Linked DNA regions of Mus musculus: region 2 is linked to region 1. A link is a contact called in public HiCAR-type data. All regions are on one chromosome and are shown on one strand. The core of a region is the stretch at or near the end of the contact, and the rest is flanking DNA. Distances in the headings are between cores, read along the strand shown. Region 1 overlaps 5430437J10Rik (RIKEN cDNA 5430437J10 gene). Region 2 has its middle 85 kb from the start of Gm41258.

Region 1 (3,011 bases), core at 240-2,739:
CTGCTTTATGCTTTATTTTCTGTGTGTGCATATAAGGAGAGGTGTTACTGTGTAGGGTTGTGCATACATGTGAACACGTTCACTATATGTAGAGATCAGAAAACAACTTACAGGAACTGGTTCTCCCCTACTGGCCATATGGATCGTAGAAAGAAATCTAGGTCATCAGGCTCAGCATCAGAGTCATGTTATTGTCCCATAGGAAATCTTCTTAGCACTCCATGCCAAACTCTGGCTCTTAAATATGTCCTCCCATCTCCTTCCACAGTGGTCCTTGAGCCTCATCATGGGTAGAATAGAGAGATCTGGTTGAGGAACAAGCACTCTCTGACTATTTACTCTCTGGAGTGTGACTAGTTGTAGATCTCTAAACTAGCTGTTGCCTGCTGCAAAAAGAAACTTAGACTTAGAACAGCACTGATCTATGAGTATAAACCTAAGCATTTGGAGGACAGTTGAATACCATGCCCATGTAAGATAACAGTCACAAGTCAAGAAAGTCTTCTAAACTTATTTCTATTGGAGAAAACACTGACATAGTCCATCTTCTTTGAGAGACATGGACAGAAGACATGCTTTGGGATGCTTAGCATCACTTCAGTGTCTGCTTTCTTCAATAAGTTAACTTTAACAAGTGCACCTTTAGCAAGCTAATAATTTTTATCTCCTTGTGGCAAAAAAAAAGGAGGATAGCCCATCCACACGTAGAAGATGACAGCCTTGAGGTGAGATCATCTTGGATTGCATGTTCTTAAATAGCTGGTATCTACTCAGTCAGGGTCAGGACTGATTTTTCTTCTAACTAGCAGGCCATCATTTTAAAAATATTCCTCCATTGCAAAAGTGAGATCTAATCCCCTGCTCATGCGTGTGTTCTATCTTGCAAGCACTATGATGAACTATGTGGCAGAAACAACATTCTACCAACACTGGCTCTTAACTCTAAGAGAAACTGCAGTTTCAGCTTACCTTTATTTTAAGAGCATTGAATGCCACATTAGAAATCTCCCTGGTATTTCAGAGCCCATTTGGTGATGCCATGACATGATATATAAAGATAAGGCCAGCTATCAACCCCAGTCTGGTAGTAAACCTTACCAAACAGAGGTAACGTGCATCCATTAAGGAACAACACACAATCTCTGAGATGTGTATATACATTAAAACACCAAGAATTCCCAAACATGTACACCTTGACACACTCCAAACTTAGTGATTAGGTGAAAAGCAGATTCCTTAGTTATGTATGTACCATGATATGCTCACCAAGAAAAGAAAAGCTAAAGAGACAAGACATAGCACTGCCTGTCAGAGAGACTTTCTGATGCAGGTTGTGTAGCATGGCCTTCTGAAAGCTATATATGGGGTTGGAGAGGCAGCTCAATGGATAAAGAGCACTTGCTGCTCTTCCACAGAAATAGAGTTCCATTTTAAGGATCCATGCCAAATGACTCACAAAAATGATGCCTAAAATTCCAGCTCCAGGATATTCAGAGTCCCCTTTTGGTCTCTGAAGGTACATGCATGCATATCACACACACACCACATGAGACACTCTCTGAGGGGGAAGAACAGAACATGGTATTTTCTATTTCTAACATTTGTGAACTTTCAGATTCTCTGATCAAAGTTTATTGCAGAAGATCCCTGAGACCCCTGGAAACGGACAAATTAGAAAGTCAGAAATAAAAGAGAGAATTTCAGATGCTTTGGGTATTGAGGTGTGATTTCTTTTTTCTTTCTTTCTGGCAAGCACCCACCCTTCTTTTAACTTTTTGTCCTTTCACTTTGTACTGCAATAAGCTCATCTTGGTGAATAGATTGCTAAAGATTTAATAACTGTCATACTTATTCGTTGTAATGTCTTTGTTCTCATATAAAATCTTTTAAAACTATTGTAAAAATTGCCAACTCATGCAGTAGGTCTTCACAGGAAGTCCCTTTACACCCACACAGGGGCCCACAAGGATGATTACATAAAGGAACTGTCTCCAGTGAGAGAAAAGACACACATTCGGTCCTTTGTTTTCAGGGTTGGTTTGTTTCCTTTGTGCATTCTTCTCATGCTTTTTGGTGACATAAAAATATGCTCTAGCTCACCAGGGTAGCCACTGTGACCTACATCATCATGTTCTCGTGCACTTTATGGTTTCCCCTTCACTTCAGGGGCGAGAATGCATGAGCCCAATTCAGCTTTTGCTAGCTGATGATGTCAGACATCATCAGTCCATGGAGGTGCTCAAACAACAGGAGTGACTTTAGCATATAAACAATTCCAAGATAGGTCTAGTTCTATTCTGGAGAGGAAAATAGAAAGTCATACATTTTATATGATTTTATAATTGATGACTAATGAGCGATAGGGGTTTTTTGTTAATTTGGAAGCTTGAATGATTTTTCCCTCAGTTTTCAACCAGATGTTTCCACTTTGCTGAATTTAGTAAACTAAAGCTTCCAATGTCTCACAATTTTTGAAAGACAAAATACCACTGTGTTGGTCAAACTGACCTTGATTCCTGAGGCCACAGGATGCTCCAGCCTCAGTTCCCCTGGTAAAAATGTTCTTTTTAAAAGTAGATTCTGTAACCCCTTCTCTAGCTCCCATCCTCATTCCTTACTCCTTTGGCTCTTTAGGAAAGAATCTAACAAAAGTTTTAAACTTTGACTACAGAAGATGATTCACTGGTACAATTTAGCATTTTCTTCATGTTATGGTGGACACATAGATTAGATACAAACAATACTTAGATAATCGTGGTTTCCCAATACATATCAGGAGCACAAATTTGAAGGCAGAGAGGATAGGAAGAGGGGAGAAAAAGATAAAAGGAAAAATGAAAGGAGGGAGGTAAAAGGATCTTAGTTTCCATCTAAAACAGATCTCTATCCTGTTACCTAGGATTTCACATTCACAAGGGTTCCGCCCCACCCTTCCCTCTGTGCTTTCCTAAGGAGCCACTTAACCTTTCCCCACTAAGGGGGAAGCCCTTAGTACCTTCCTGCTCTGTAAA
Region 2 (3,011 bases), core at 363-2,862, 240 kb before region 1:
CTGTTATGTACAAATGGAGCTTAAGGCTGAATCTCTATTTTGGGGCTCTCGTTTTGCTGCTGGCTTCCTGCACGGTTGCTGTTTTTCATTCCTAGATTCCCAGAGCAGTAGGCGAGAGAAGTTTCTAGATCTTGACACTGACAACAATGATTGTGGTTCTGAAGGTCACTGTAGCCTGGGAGGGGCAGGACCATTGCAGACCTGGTCCTCAGTGAGCAGGGCAGCAGTGGGGAGTGCCCCAGGGGCTCCTATCAATAGAAACAAGTCATTGTATCACTTATACTTTCTTTCTGCTCTCTAGTTGTCTTCTCTTTTATTTTTCTGGCTCTTTTATGTAGCTGGCCTTGACTGGTAGGTCATTCTTCAGTGACAGGGTCCTCTGTGGGATGTGGCCAGTGGAATGAAAAGAAAGAACCCAGAAGACTGGTATCTGAAAGTCTTACATAAGCTATGTTTTTATGTCAAGCAAGCCCCTTAAAGAAATGTGGCATTCTATATACTACTTCCAGGGGAGAAATTGAACAGTCAACGGACACTATCATTCAATGAGACAAGTCAGAGATGAGCTAGTCAAGCAATGTTACCCAAGAGGAACACAAGTTGTCTCAAGAGCATTGCAGACTGAGCACACAGTGACCCTGGGACTGATAAGTACAGCCCTGTAAAATGGGAAGTTAGGTACTCTAAATCTGAAGACCAGCTCCCCCACAGGCCCTGGCCCTAGACCATAAGCAGCTCTGTGGAGCATATTCCTGGTTTTAAAGAAGAAACTGGGTTCCTTCTTCACACATCCTCACCTCAAGGAAAAGCGCCTAAGGCCCTGGCCCCAAGCTGTTATCGGCTCAGTTAGCTCCTTCCTGGTTGTAGGTGCTATGTTCCTTCTTTGAATATCCTGGGCTCAAGGAACGTCTTCAGTCCAGCCAGTCCTCGGCAGTATCAACCTTTCAATATTAAGTCTCTCAGCTTTTTCAACCAGTTATTTTCTAATACACTAAACTATGCCCTAAATCATAATCTCTCTAGGTCTCCTGAATACATATTGTTGGCATACATTTGAAAACAAGACACCGCTACTCAGGCATCTAGAGAGAGAACGAATAAAACTACATAAGGGCTGAAGTGGTGTTGTCTTGGTGATCTCTGAAGCATAACATACAGAGTTTTATGTTCTTCCCTTTGGTGGTATTGGATCCTCACCAGATGCTTCTGTTAGAGGTAGAATCATTGTGATCTTCCAGGTCTAAACTCCTTGGAGAATGACTAATTCATAATGACAGAGACTTTTCGTGTCTCTGGGGTATTAAATGCTAACAAATTCTACTCATTTCTGATACTGATGTCATTTTCTGACTCTTCACTGATTTTTTTTTTTCAGGTTGAAGATGTCTCAAAAAATCAGTTTCCAACTAAATTCCCCAGTGATTGATGTGGTGTTTTCTAATCTCAATATCCTGCCTTATTTTCCTCTAAGAACCAAAACAGAATATTAATATTTCCACCAGTCAGTGCTTGTGGTCACATTACTCATTTACTAATGGGTTTACTATAAGTACTTGCATTTTTGTTTCCAGGAAATCTTGCGTTTCTATATTCAGAGATGAATGTTTTTTAACATGTGTTTAAAAGACACTACTTACTACACAGTGGAGTGTGTAGGGGTAACCTGAACGGGTGCCAGTGTAACTAGTTCCCATGTTAATCCATTCCTACATACAAACAAAATGATTCTGAGAAACCTAAAACAACCATCTCACTGCAAATTCTAAGGAACCTTGACACCTCAATCAGTTAGTACCACCTACCACTAGAAGCATCCTGAAACTAAAGCAACATTGCTTGCCTCCAAGTCAGCTCAAGACAATTTAGCTCCTCCCCCTTTGTCATGGATTTAATTGTTCTTATTTTTTTATTTAACATACAAAGTACGAGACTGGGGCTTGATAGCCTGCTCAGCATTTTCCAGGATATGTGGCTTCTGCTGACACACTCATTATCTTTTCCCTGACCTCAACCACTGACCAAGTTTTCAGGTCTCTTCACGTGGGGCATCTCTAGTTTGACTTGCTGGCATGGCCCCTGAATATATGGAATGCAGGATTTGTGCCCACCAGGTCTTAGTAGTCTCAAAGGCAGTCTGGATTATGTTGACTTCTGCCACTTCCATCAGATGGTGACGTACTTTTATTGCTTTCCTGGGTGTTTCCCGTGTAGATTAGATTCTTCATCACCATCAACCAAGTCTTGCTTTGAGCTTCCTGGAGCATATTAAATAATTAAATTTATACCACAAGGAATTTTAACTTGGAACTTGGAAAATCTCAATATGTGCCCTCTCAACATGAATACAATAACAATGATAAGTGGGGTGCTTTCAGATGATGTTAGGAAGGAAGTGGATTAGAACCACTCAGCTAGTATGGCTCTAAACCTTGAACACAGTACTTGTACTTGAACCTAGGCAATTTGTCATCAGCTCCTTCATGCAATGTATCTGTTTCTTTGATCTTTACGTTTCTTAGTCTTTCGTTTGTATCCTTTTGCTGGGTTTTGTTTTTTGTTTTGTTTGTTTGTTTGGTTAGTTTTTGGTTTTTCTAGACAGGGTTTCTCTGTATAGCCCTGGCTGTCCTGGAACTCACTTTGTAGACCAGGCTGGCCTCGAACTCAGAAATCCGCCTGCCTCTGCCTCCCGAGTGCTGGGATCAAAGGCGTGTGCCACCACGCCCAGCTTTGCTGTTGTTTTTAAGTTATTATTATACTTTTAATTTTGCATGTGTGTGAGAGAGAAGGGGAAGGAGGACAGACAGAGGGAGAAAGAAAAATGCTCTGTGTGTGTGTGTGTGTGTGTGTGTGTGTGTGCATATTTGTGTGACTAGGTCAGAGGACAACTGAAAGACTTGTTCCATCCTTCCACCATGTGGAACGTGAGGATCAAAATCAGGTTGTCAAATATAGCAGCAAGCGCCTGTCTCCCTCTGGCCATTTCCACTCTTCTCTTTCTTTATTAAATGAGA

What was found. HiCAR-type assays count read pairs that join an accessible place to other places.
Region 2: a contact with region 1 is called in a HiCAR-type map of Th17 cells, with 2.9 times the contacts expected there. The contact joins two enhancer-like sites. A contact is called at or near these places in 1 of 484 Hi-C or Micro-C datasets (Th1 cells) and 2 of 115 datasets of contacts at active chromatin or transcription factors (CD8 T cells and Th17 cells).

Annotation. Positions count from the first base shown.
Region 1 is chr15:5,513,434-5,516,444 of GRCm38.p6, reverse strand. The region is part of intron 1 of 5430437J10Rik (RIKEN cDNA 5430437J10 gene); the gene reads right to left. Among named protein-coding and RNA genes, the nearest start is that of 5430437J10Rik, 19 kb to the right of the region's middle. Within about 2 kb of position 1,489, at least 112 of the 459 cell types and tissues checked have an H3K27ac peak or open chromatin away from gene starts, as enhancers often do. A contact at or near this core is called in CD8 T cells, Th1 cells and Th17 cells, where this site is marked.
Region 2 is chr15:5,757,367-5,760,377 of GRCm38.p6, reverse strand. No RefSeq gene overlaps it. Among named protein-coding and RNA genes, the nearest start is that of Gm41258, 85 kb to the right of the region's middle. Within about 2 kb of position 1,612, at least 10 of the 459 cell types and tissues checked have an H3K27ac peak or open chromatin away from gene starts, as enhancers often do. A contact at or near this core is called in CD8 T cells, Th1 cells and Th17 cells, where this site is marked.